Linked DNA regions of Sus scrofa: region 1 is linked to region 2. Evidence: chromatin contacts called from public Hi-C data. All regions are on one chromosome and are shown on one strand. Each heading gives the region's core, a stretch centred on a gene start, on an enhancer-like site or on the middle of the called end of the contact. The rest is flanking DNA. Distances are from core to core; before and after follow the strand shown.

What was found. A called contact is a pair of places that touch in the nucleus more often than the background predicts.
Region 1: a Hi-C map of liver shows a contact between it and region 2, with 2.9 times the contacts expected there. The contact joins the promoter of MRPS35 here to the promoter of KLHL42 in region 2. A contact is called at or near these places in 2 of 47 Hi-C or Micro-C datasets (epiblast stem cells and liver).

What each region holds. Positions count from the first base shown.
Region 1 is chr5:46,018,598-46,024,949 of Sscrofa11.1, forward strand. It overlaps MRPS35 (mitochondrial ribosomal protein S35), which reads right to left and starts at 4,406. Exons shown (of 8, transcript NM_001244927.1): 1 at 4,263-4,406; 2 at 790-836. The coding sequence starts at 4,374.
Region 2 is chr5:45,949,612-45,956,161 of Sscrofa11.1, forward strand. KLHL42 (kelch-like protein 42) reads right to left here and starts at 5,276. Exons shown (of 3, transcript XM_003126407.4): 1 at 4,288-5,276. The coding sequence starts at 5,159.

The DNA of each region.
Region 1 (6,352 bases), core at 3,156-5,655, 68 kb after region 2:
TAAACATGTTATTTAATTTTTTTATGGCCATACTCACGGCATGTGAAAGTTACTGGGCCAGGGACTGAATCCAAGCTGCAGCTGAGACCTACGCCACAGCTGCAGCAATGCTTTAAAACCCACCACACGAAGCCAGGGATCAAACATGCCTCCTAGGTTCAGAGATTAGCTGCATGAGAACTTAGTCAATCACATTCACATATTTATTTTTAAAACTGTACTGGACAGATGGGGATGGCCAGCATTCCCTTTACATCCAGAAGGAGGGTCTGAAGAGGTAAAATTCTGCAACGCCCATTTAGGCAATATACAGTACAGTATTTATCTTGGAAGCAGCTAATAATCTTGTGAAAATGACTACTCTAGACAATTACAATTGGTGCCATTTAACTTCCAACTAACGTGCCTTTGTTCTGACTCCATGCTCACCAAGAGACCTCAGAATTTGGCTTCCTTCAGAAAGAAGCCCACAGGCTGAGACCAAATCTGTTAGATTAGTGCCCATAACCCAGGCTGCAGGACTGTTCAAGGCATCATCAAAAATAATTCTATATCCTGGTTTATATGCCTATTTCCTGAGAGTATGTGAGTGAGTCCTCCTCTCAAAGATGATCCATTCTCAGGGAAGTGACAAAAACCAGTCAGAGGTGTAGGGGTCATCAAGTTGATCAATATCCCCTGTGAAGCCTTCTGGGACAGCACCCTTCAGCCCCATGATGAAGACCTGCCTCACTTTAGAATTCCAGAAACCAGTAAGATGGTATACACTAGAGGACTTTAATCACTTACCTTTCTTCTCAGTGCCCTTTCAGGTTTGGACGTTCTTTCTGTTGTACCTAAAAGACAATACAATAGTTACAGAGGATTTTATAATACAGAGTTGTTTAACACAATTCTCACATGGTTTCAAGTATTTAGTAATATAAAAATAAAACAGTAATCCATTTTCTGTAGGTTCACAAACTAAATCATTTTAATGAAAATGAAAAGTCAGAAATAGTTAAGAAAAATCAAGGGTTACTTGAATATAAAATATATTGGGATTGATGATAGAGTGAACTTATCATCTAAAGAAATGTTTTCAATAACTTTTAAGGTTTATTGTCAAGTAAACTCACTTTCCCAAGTTAAAATATATAGTTAGAAATTAAGTATTTTGCATCTTCAGTGAAAACTGGCTTGAAATGTTCTAATATATACTTGTTCATATTAGGAATTACTCTATTCTTTACACACACACATACAAAACAACTTTCAGTTTTCCTTCTCTATTGTATATGAGAACTGCCAATGATACAACACCAATAATAACAAAAAATCATAGCTATTCCTAATAAACCACATAACTGTACAAGATATCCACAGAACTGTAGATACTTACAGTATCTACTGTTGAAAATATTAAATTATGCCTCTCTAAATTAATGTTTTGTTATATTAAAATAATAATAACCTAAATTTATTCAGAATTTTCACATGCCCAGACACTGGGATAAATGCCTTTCATTATTTTTTCACTTAATCTTATTCTTCACAATAAGTACCATTCTTATCCTTATTTAGAGGCCATTTAGCCAAGAAGACTAAAGACCACGGAATTAGGGTGATAAAATACTTCACACTCTGATTCACTATCTCTAGCTTTCCCTTCACAAGGCCCCGTAACCACACTGAATTTCTAGCAGCAGACCCCTGAGTCTTTCTCTGAATTTAACGTTCTCTCTGCCTGGGATGTGACTCCCTTTCATCTGTCTGGCCTCTGTCCCCTACTCCCTCTCCATCTCATTTCTTCATGTGACAAATTCTTATTCATCCCTCAGTAGTAATTCACTGATTCATTCAAAAGTTGTTTGAGTGATATTGTGTACCAGCAGCTCGGAAGGCAGCAATGAACAACAGCAACATAGTGCCTGCTCTCACTGAATGGAGTATGTCAAATAAACCAACCATTGAGCAAATGATTTCAATAAAAAGTAATAAATATTAATGGAAGCATATAACAGGGGACCCAACCAAGTCACTTAGTTGGGGAAAATATTCCTGAAGAAGTGGACTTTCAGCTAAAACCTTAAAGATGAGCAGGAGGTAGCCATGGGAACAGGCAAGTGAGATAAAGTGTTCTAGAGCGAGACAGAGAAGATGGAAAGTCAAAGTAAACAAGTTCGATAAGATGAAACGTAAGAGTAGGGCATAGAGAGCACTAAGAAAAGAGGTCAGGGATATTTAACAGACATCTCAACTATAACACATCACAGGCAGGGCTCTTGATTTCCTTCTTCTGGTCTTTCCAGGCATCACCACTCATCCAATTACTCAGGACAAAAATCCACCACACTTCCTTGGGCCTCTTCCTCAAGCTCTATATCAAATCCATCAGTAAGTCCTGTTAGTGCTACTTTCATGATGTATCTCAAATCCAACCACACCGGCTTCTCCACTATTACTTCAATCCAGATCACTGTCATCTCATTTGGAGTACTACAACCGCTTCCAACATCAGCCCTAGTTCTCCACATAGCAGCCGGTGATCTTTTAAAAATATAAATTGGGAGTTCCCATTGTGGCGCACTAGAAACAAATCCAACTAGTATCCATGAGGATGCAGGTTTGATCCGTGGCTTCTATCAGTGGGTTGGGGATCCGGCGTTGCTGTAGGCTGCAGATGCAGCTTGGATCCCCAGTTGCTGTGGCTGTGTTGTAAGCTAGCAGCTGTAGCTCCAATCTGACCCCTAACCTGGGGACTTCCCTATGCTGCAGGTGAGTGTGCCCCCCCCCAAAGCTAAATAAGTAAACAAATTAACATGATATCACTTCCTGTTCAAAGCCTCCCAATGTGATCCCAAACTTAAAATAAAATCCAAGCCAAATGCCTTTAAGTCTTTACCAGATAAGGTCATTACTTAATCTGATGTCTTATTTTTCCACTCACTTAGCTCTGACCAGCTGGCCTTCTTTCTGTTCCTCGGTCACACCCCTAAGCTTGTTCTCACTTTTGGGCTTTTGTACTTGAAGTTCCCTATGCTAATAATGCTATTCCAGCGATCTGCTCAAATGTCAATCCCCCAGGGAGTTACTTCTTGACTATTTTATCTCACCCTATGCCACTACTTGCCCAATCCATCATTCTCAATACTCTGTTTTTCTTCATAGCACTAATTACTACCTCACACTGTACTGACATTGTTTACCTGTTTATAATCTGACTTGTCCCCAAAGAATGTAAACTTCCTGAGATGAAGTGCCGTACTGTATCCCAGTATCCAGAACACAGTAGGAGATTAATTATTTGCAGAATGAATAAAAGAATGAAAAATTAAAAAGTGTTAAGACCATGAAGAGCCACCATGATGAATTAAGGAATTTATCACTTATCTTCAAGCATATAAAACCATTTGTAGATTCTGAACACGGAGGTGACAAGTTTGCTTTTTGCACATTTCACTCTGGCTGTTCTGAGAATTCAATGCAGGAGAGTTAGAGCAGAAATAGAGACCAGCAAAGAAACTACTGTAGAAGTTAGAAGGTGGCTAAACTGGACAGTGAGTAGTATGAAGATCAGAAATATTATAGAAAGTAGCACGGATAGGACCTGGTGAATGTCTGGAGGCTCGCCCTGGACTGAGCTTTTACCGATTCTTGTGAGGCTCCTCCTTGGTGCCCTCCCCCCCACTCCATCAGTATATTCACTTCTATGACAGTACATCACACTGCATAGTACTTATAATCGACATACAACTAGAGCTTTCCATTAGATTCCTCCAAGGCAAGAACGGTATCAGGGAATCCCTAAAGTTTATTTTAAATGCAGGTCGCCTCAATAACGCCTACTGAATGAAGGTCACCCAATCTGGTGGCATGGCTACATGGAATTCAGAGCAGAACTTTTTCTAGGACACCTGTACGCTTCTCTTAAATTTCAGAAAAATCCGTGATTCAAAACTGCCTACCAACATTACCGAGAACCAGAGACCGGTACCGGGTGGCCCTGGGCAGGAGCACTAGAAAGCGCAGGAGGAAGGGAGCAAGCTCGCGGCGCTCGGGAGGACCCTGCCACAGACACCGGCTGCTAGGAACCAGGAGACACTCCGTGTACAGGGCGGACCCACTTCAGAGACTTTACTACCAGGGGGACTCAGGCTGGCAGAGGACGCACCGGCTTCCCCGGGGACGGCGGGTGCTCAGCCATCGCGGCAGCCACCATAGGCCCGTATTCCGCCCTCCCACCGCCGCCAAAGCCCGGAGGCCACGGGGCAGACACTCACGCAGGGCTGGTCTCGGAGAGCGTGTTGCCGGAGACATAGCCGTAGAAAAGGCACGAAAGGTACCGGCCCGTGACTTCAGGATCAGCCATGCAGGGAGCGAGGTGGCCGCCATGTCTGCGCAGACGGCAAGCGGCAGGGGACAAGCGCGCAACGAATCAACGGGCGGGCCTGAGGCCCTACTGCGCAGGCTCACGTGTCTTGCTCGGCCCCCCCGGGAGCAAGAAACAGTAATCATGTGGGTCCGCGATATCACAGCCGTGGGAGCAGGAGTCAGTTACACAAGAAACTGCCCTTAAATAGAAAAAAGCAGTAGTAAGAAAACGAAAAGGTGAAAAATAGAAGTAGAGGTTCTCGCTGTGGCGCAAAAGGATCAGCGGCATCTTGGGAGCGCTGGGACGCAAATTCGATCTCCTGCGGGGACAGTGAGTTAAGGATTCTGCGTTGCCTCAGCTGCAGCTTAAGCCGCCTTGCGGCTTGGATCTGATCCCTACTAGGGAACTCCATATGCCAGGAGGCGGCCAAAAAAGAAAAAATAAAAAGCGAAAAAAACAGGGAAGCTATCAGTCCAAAGACAATTGTAAATAAGGAGCATAAGGGATGGCTGAAATGTGGCTTATACAGGCCAGATGAGGGCGAACCTCAGATGGCCTAGAAATCAGTTCTAAGGCCCTGCTACTTTGCAGTTGCTGCTTTTCTGCACTTTCTTGAGTGGAAGGAAGTCTTCAGCTAGTGCAAGTGATTATGCCTTGAGAAGAAAGGCAGTATCCGATAATAATTAAAAGGATGACCTCTTGAGCCAGACTAGCACTTGAGTTGAAAACTTGACTTCACCATCTTTCGAATGTGTCGTCCTAATCAGTCAAAGGTCTGGGTACAATACTGGCATATAGTGAGCACAGGTTATAACTGTTGTCAATGATTTGGTTAGTTTGTTTGTAGATCAGGTTAGAATTGCAAAAAGGCAGAACTCATCAGGACCTAGAAAATAATGGATATACTTTAAGGAGCTCTTTTCTTTTCTACCCTAGGATATATTAACATACACCACTTAATAAAGATTATCTTCTATTTTTTTGATAGATATGTGTAATATTCAAAGTACAAAATTGTAATAACAAGAACTGGGAGCAAACAAAATTCACTCTTGGTAAGCATACCAAGTAGAGCATAGGTGTGCAGGTGTCCCAGAGTGTTCTACCTGTGAATATTGTGTGCCATGGGCATCAGTGTGTGGCATGATAAGGACAAGTATTTGAAGTAATTGCCATCCTCATCTTTTCTGGCCTCTTACCAGCCTATTATTGCTCCAAATAAGAAATATGGTCTGTTAGGTGTATTTGTTTCCTTGAGCTGCTGTAACAAAATACCAGAAGCTGGGTGACTTAAAAACAACAACAGTTTATTCTCTCACAGTTCTAGAAGCCAGAAATCCGAAATCCAGATGTTTGCAAGGGATGGTTCCTTCTGGACGTTCTGAAGGAAGCCCTGTGCCTCTCTTCTAGTCTTGGATGGTTTGCAGGCATCTTTGGGGCATTCTTTGACTTATAGACACATCAATACTTTGGGGCATTCAAAGAATTTGGGACATTCTTTGACTTATAGACAGATCATATAACCAAGCAGAACCCTGTGAAGCCTTCCCAGAGTGGATCCCGACTCATGTCCTCTACCTGCCTTTTTGTCTACAGAAAAACTTTAGCCAAAGAATCGGTTTAATCAAAGAAGTGGAAAAATACAGAGAAAAAGGAAAACAAGCAAGACAATAGTAATAGTTTAGCCATTCGACAAGGTCGAGGACCTTTATTTAGTTTTTCTTCAAGAACTGTAGATAATATTCTGAACCATGTCCTTGGAGCTGTTTTGCAGGTGCTAAAGCCCCCAGTGGGTGGAAGAAGTCACCTGTATGCTGCCCACAAGCATGTAGACCCAGACCAGTTGGAACCGGAAGGTTGATGACGCTGACTCCTAATTATCTCACCACCCACCAATCAGGAAAATGTCCATTAGCTGATCTCACCCTCCTCCTTGAACCATTACTGGCTCCAAGGGGGGCATGGTCCTTGAGGCACTAGCCTGCTGTGTTCCCCTCT
Region 2 (6,550 bases), core at 4,026-6,525:
GACTATAAAACATTTAAAACCTCTTTCTATAAGAATACCGTATAAGTCTGATGTCCAAAACCAGAGGCTCACAAGGCCAGTTCTGGTCTACACATTGTTTCTTGTTTGGTCTGCAAGGTTTTTATTGTTGTTGACTCATTTCTTTAATGGAGTAAGTTGCCAACATTTAAAAATCAGGATATCTGGCAACACCATTCCTCATGCCCATGCAGCAAAATGCCACAATAAGTAGCTGTAGCCACGGTGGGTCAATAGCTCTCCCCTACCCCTCTACTCACCGGGTCTACCTGCCTAGTCACTTCTAGTATTTCGTTTTTGAGCCTTAAGAGAAAATAAAGGCAAAGGGAAAACATGTGCAACATTATGTAAGAGATAAAAGATTAATATGTGCATACATGTAGAGAATTCTAAAACAAAAATAAAAAAGATGAACCAATTTTTTAAAAACTGGCAAAGGCCATTAATCATGCCAGGGGGAATATACAAAGAGCCAATAAATATATGAAACAATCTCTCTTCCAAACAGAGACATTCACACCAGTGTTTATTCCCATTAGACTGGTAAAAATGAAAAATGATGATAATGTCTCATCTTGGCAAGAGCACAGGGAACTGGCAATCTCAAACACTGTTGATAGGAGAGGAAATTAGAACAATTTTTTGATGGGCAATTTGGCAGGAGCTACCAAAATTTAAAATGCACATACCAAGAGCTTAATCTCTAAAATATACAAACAATTTATCCAACTCAACAGCTAAAAAGCCAACAACCCAATTGAAGAGTGGGCAAAAGACCTGAATAGACATTTGTCCAAAGAAGATACACAGATGGCCAACAGGCACATGAAAAAATGCTCAACATCACTAATTATTCAAGAAATGCAAATCAAAACAACTATGAGATACCACCTCACACCAGTCAGAATGGTCGTCATTAATAAGTCCACATATAACAAATGCTGGAGAAGGTATGGAAAAAAAGGAACCCTCCTACACCGTTGGTGGGAATGTGAATTGGTACAACCACTATGGAAAAACAGTATGGAGGTACCTCATAAAACTAAATATAGAACTACCATATGATCCAACCATCCCACTCTTATGCGTATACCCCAACAAAACTTTCCCTGAAAAAGACACATGCACCTGTATGTTCATTGCAGCACTATTCACAATAGCCAAGATATGGAAACAAGTTAAATGTCCATCAACAGAGGAATGGATTAAGAAGATGTGGTATACATACACAATGGAATACTACTCAGCCATCAAAGTAACAAAATAATCCATTTGCAGCAACATGGATAGAACTACAGATTCTCATTCTGAAGTCAGAAAGAAAAAGACAAATACCATATATCCCTTATATCTGGAATTTAATATATGACACAAATGAACCTTTCCACAGAAAAGAAAATAATGGACTTGGAGAATAGACTTGTGGTTCCCAGGGCGGGGGTTGGGGGGCTGCGGAGGGAGGGATGGACTGGGAATCTGGGGTTAACAGATGCAAACTACTGCATTTGGAATGGATAAGCAATGAGATCCTGCTCTATAGCACTGGGGGCTATATCTAGTCACTTGTGATGGAACATGATGGAGGATAATGTGAGAAAAAGAATGTGTGTGTGTGTGTGTGTGTGTGTGTGTGTGTGTGTGTGTGTGTGTGTGTGTGAGACTGGGTCACTTTGCTGTACAGTAGAAAACTGACAGAACACTGTAAACCAACTACAATGGAAAAAATAAAAATCATTAAAAAAAAATTAAATGTACATACCCTTTACCACACCTATCCAGAGATTCCAGGCATTTGCCCTATAGAACTAACACACATATGCTTACTAAGATAGGCACACATATACCAAGCTGTTCAAAAATGGTAAATGGAAGTGACCTAAATACTCATGAATTAGGGAAGGGCTAATTACAGCACAGTGTGTCCATAGGCTGGAATACTACACAGCCATTGACAAGCCTGAAGTGGATCTACATTAGCTGATACAGCAAAAACTGAGTGGAAATACCAAGGGCCATAAAAATCAGCAAAGCTAATCAATTTTAGAATAAAAATATGTATAAGATGTATATACATCCCACATGTACATGCACACATATATGCATTTTTCCACCTCGGCCACTATCATCATATTTATATACGTTTATAATTATAAAAATACATTTATAATGTATGTTTATAAATGTCTATAGATGCACCTTTTTTTTTTACTCCATGGCTTTTCATGCCATTTGCAATTTTTCTAAGCATGTATTTATGCATTATTTGAATTTTTTTCCCCCCAAAGAGGACAAAAACAGCATTCCTAGGAGGGGAAAAAAGGACTACCAAGAATTTGTGGAGAAAGACGAGAATCCTACAATGTTTCATGTCAGAGGTGTGGAGCTAGGGCTAGTGTGCTGAGCACCATACAGCAGGAGGCGACAGACAACGTGCCAGGCCTTCTACCCCTAATCTGAGCATTGCCCATCACCACTACACGGTCATTTGTTGATTCAACTAACACTCTTAAAATCTGTTTAAATATAATGCTCTGGGAGTTCCTGTAACGGCACAGCGGAAAGGAATCCGACTGGGGACTATGATGCTGCAGGTTCGATCCCTGGCCTCACTCAGTGGGTTAAGGATCCAGCATTGCCATGAGCTGTGGTGTACGGAGCAGACGTGGCTCATATCTGGCATTGTTGCTGTGGCTGTGGTGTAGGCCAGCAGCAGCAGCTCTGATTAGACCCCCTAGCCTGGAAACCTTCATATGCCACAGGTGCAGCCCTAAAAAAAAAAAAGACAAAAACTGAAATAAAATAACGCTCTGATGGAGTACCCTTGTGGCTCAGTGGGTTAAGGATTCTGCATTATCACTGCTGTGACTGGGGTCGCTGTTGTGTTTCAGGCTCAATCCCTGGCCCAGGAAGTTCCACATGCTGCAAGCATAGTCAAAAAAAAAAAAAAAAAAAAAATTCTGATATCAAAATTTAAATACAGTAACATCCCCCTTGGTGCAAATAATGCAATGCAACAAAGAGATCCTAGAAGAAAATTCGCCAACCTCTAGATGGTTATCACCTCCAGGAAGGAGAAAGTAGGAGTGACAGTCTTTCTGCTTCTTCATTCTCTGACGTTTTTCTATTTTTTGTGAATAACTCTGTATTTTTTATTATGAGGGGAAAAAAAAAAACCTTCCAAATTGAATTTTATATTACAGTCGAAAAAAGGCCAGGACTCATTCCCTTCCCCCCCCCCCCAACTGCTCAGCCTTGGGGGAGGACTTTAAGTCAAGTAAATATGTGTGATGACTTTCCCATTCCTGTTAAGACTTTCTTTGCATGGCTGTGAGTTCCCAAATCCTCATTCCACACTTCAGGGCAGGCATCTTGGTGGTACTTGAGATGGATACAGGTGGACCAGAAGAAAGGGTATTCCTGTCCTCCCTTGGGTTACATTGATTCTTCTCCCCTCTTTGGAATGGCTCTAGGCCATCTTGGGCCCTACCATCTTTCTTTCTACCACTTCTTCCTATAATGCTCTTTGCTCTTGTTTTCCTATTCTTTTCCTGGCTCTGTCTCCCCCTGCCCCCATCTCCTTTTCTTCTCCTTTCTTCAAGTCACCCCAGTGCATGTTGGGAGGGATGTGCAGGATGGGAAGGTAGAAGGTTGGGACAAATGGAAATGTTCTAATTTTGCAGGTGACCAATGTAAGGCTCAAGTTTTGGGTCCATGATGAAGACTGTCTGCAAAGAAAGTGAGCTGCAAAAAGAGAGAATAAAAAAATAAAGATGATCTCCTATACAGCTGACATTCTAACGGTTATTTTCTGATCACAGGTTGGTGCCCCAGTGCTTAAAGCTTCAAGGTCATTAACAAGATTCGCCAACATCAGTGTTACAGGTTACTGCCCCATGTGTCATTATAATCAGCATTAGTTCCTAAAAAATAAAAAGGTAAAAATAAAAGCAAAATTACAGTTTTCTTTAAAGGTATCCTTCTAGGAAACCACACACATCTTTTTTTTTCCACTGAGATAGACGCAAAGTTGGGGGGGGGGCAGTCTAAAGGTGCAATATCTGCAAATAAATGACTCAGATAGTTGATTTCACTGGGGCCTCGGCTTCCTTGCCAAGTTCATGGGTAACTTTGCCAAAGGCCACCAACGCTCCCCAGGATGTCATTCCCATCCCAGCACAACTTCCTGTGACTGCTCAGCAAACACTAGGGGACCAAATTCGTGAACAGATGAAGGCGGGAAAGCAGCAGCACGGCTGGGCGCTTGCTTACCTCTTCTGGTTCATGGAGGCCACCTGGAGCCACTCGTTGGTGCTGGGGTTGTAGGAGTGGGCCGCGGAGATCTCTTGGCTGGTGATCCTGTAGCCGCCCACTATAAAGAGGTAGTTGTCCAGGATGGCGGACCCATAGCCCCTGACGTTCACCAGGTCTGGAGGGAGGTTGTTGGCTAGCGGGAACCAACGCTCGGTCATCTCCTCGTACCTGAGCATGGACGGGGGCTCTCCTTGATAGGGGTGAGGGGCTAGGGGTCCCCCCAGGAAATCACCCAGCGCCACGAGCACAGGAGTCCCAGTCATCCGGGCCTCTCTCAGCCTCTGTTTCAGGCTGACATCCCCGGGGGCCGGAGGAGAAGACCCCAGGAGATGGAACTGGGGCTTGCAGAGCACCTCGTGGAAGTGGACGGCCATGAAGCGCAGGCAGGCCTCTTGCAGGTCGGGCAGCCCGTACACCTGCGCCAGGCGGTACAGCTCTAGGCAGTTGGTGAGCCGCACCTGGGACAGCAGCAGCCGCAGCAGGGACGTGACCTGCAAGAAGGAGGCCGCCTCCACCAGCTCGGACAGCAGGCTCACCTCGTCCATGTCCTCCTCCTCCTCCCCACCGCCGCCCGGCTCCCCCCGTCGGCCCAACAGCCAGCCTTCGCGGGCCCCGCCGGCGTTGATGAAGTCCAGCACCAGGCGCAGGCCCGGGGCGCTGAGGCCGCGTAGCTGCTGCACCTCGGGGCCGCCGGCCTCCGGGCTCAGGGCCTCACGCATGCCGGAGCGGTAGAGGGCGCGGAAGTAGTCGCTCTGCTCGATGAGCTTCCTCTTGCTCACCGGGTAGCAGCGGTCCTCCAGACGGATCTGCACCATCTCCTCGGCCGACATGGTTGGGGGCCCGGGGGCAGCGGGGGCTCCCGCCAGCTCTCCGCGCTCGCCGGGTTCCGGGGAGGCTGCCGAACGCTGGCGCTGGGAGGCGGCGGCGGCGGCGGCGCAGGGCCGCCCGCGCCCGCCCAGCCTCTCCCGGCCGCGGCGGCGCCCCCGAGACGGCCCCTCCTCCCAGTCCCGGAGGCGGCGGCTCGGCCTCGCCACCCTCCCGGCTCGGCGCGGTGGACGGCCCCTCCGGCCTCCCTCCGCGCCAAAAAAGGCCCGGGCGATGCGCGCTCCCTGCTCGGGTCGTCCCGGGCCGTCTGCCTGGAGCCTCCTCCCACGCCTGGCCTCTCACTTCCGCCCGCAGGACCCCCGCCGCGGGCTTGGACTTTCGGGGAGGGCTGGAAGGCTGCGGGACCCGGGAAGGCGCACAGCCGCCCCCGCACGCCGGTCGCCGCGACCCTGCAGCCCGGCCGGTCTGCGTCGATGCTTCGGAGGCGGGGTGAGGCCGGCTGCCTTTTCTTCCGCGCCGCTCGACCAGCGAGAAGGAAAGAAGCAAAAGAAACGAGGGTTGGAGGGAGGAGATGAAAAGAGTCGGGGTCCAGGGGGTCAAAGAGACAACACATCTGGGACCGCTCGTGCGGCCGAGTCCGACATCCTGTCCGGGGAACTGAGGCCCACGGGCAGTCTCTGGACGTGGAGGTGGCACCTAGAGCTGATTCTTGGGAATGGTCACCGTGTAGGAGCCATCTTGCAGGAAGGAGGTCCAGCTAGATGGCAGCAGGTTCTGCAGGGCTCAGTGCGTTGCGTGCATCCGATGCACCCGATGGAAAGGGTTGGGAAGCAGGGGAGCTCGTATTTGCTGCTGGGGCCTGTTCTCCTTAGGCCAGTAAAAGAAAGAAGTTCAACTCAACTAAATCAAGTTAGATCACGTGCCTCCTTTTATGCTATTTTCTACCAGCCACGGCATTCCTAATTTCAGTTTGGTTGGGCTAGCCGTCACGGAATGTTATTACTCTCTGGGCAGAAGGTCTGGTTGCTTTTGCTCATATCTGCCTACAGAGATGGCCTTTCTTGCCACCCTCTTACCCACTCTCCTACCCTTGTCCGCTCCAACTGAGGACTACTTCTTCCGCATCTTCTCCCACCGAACGTTGCAAATAGAAACCTCACCCCCCAAAAGATCTTGTGTTGCTTGGAGGTATGAATGAATCTTAGAAGGGTAGAGTAGGGGTTTTTTTTGGTTTTTTTCCTCTTGTTTTTGTGGCACCGTGGCATGTGCAAGTTCCCCAGGCGAGGGATCAAACCTGCACAATAGGGACGGGAGCTGCAGTAGTGACAACGCGGGACCCTCAATCCGCTGAGCCACAAGGCAACTCTATGTGTGTTTAGTCTTATCTTACTCAAAA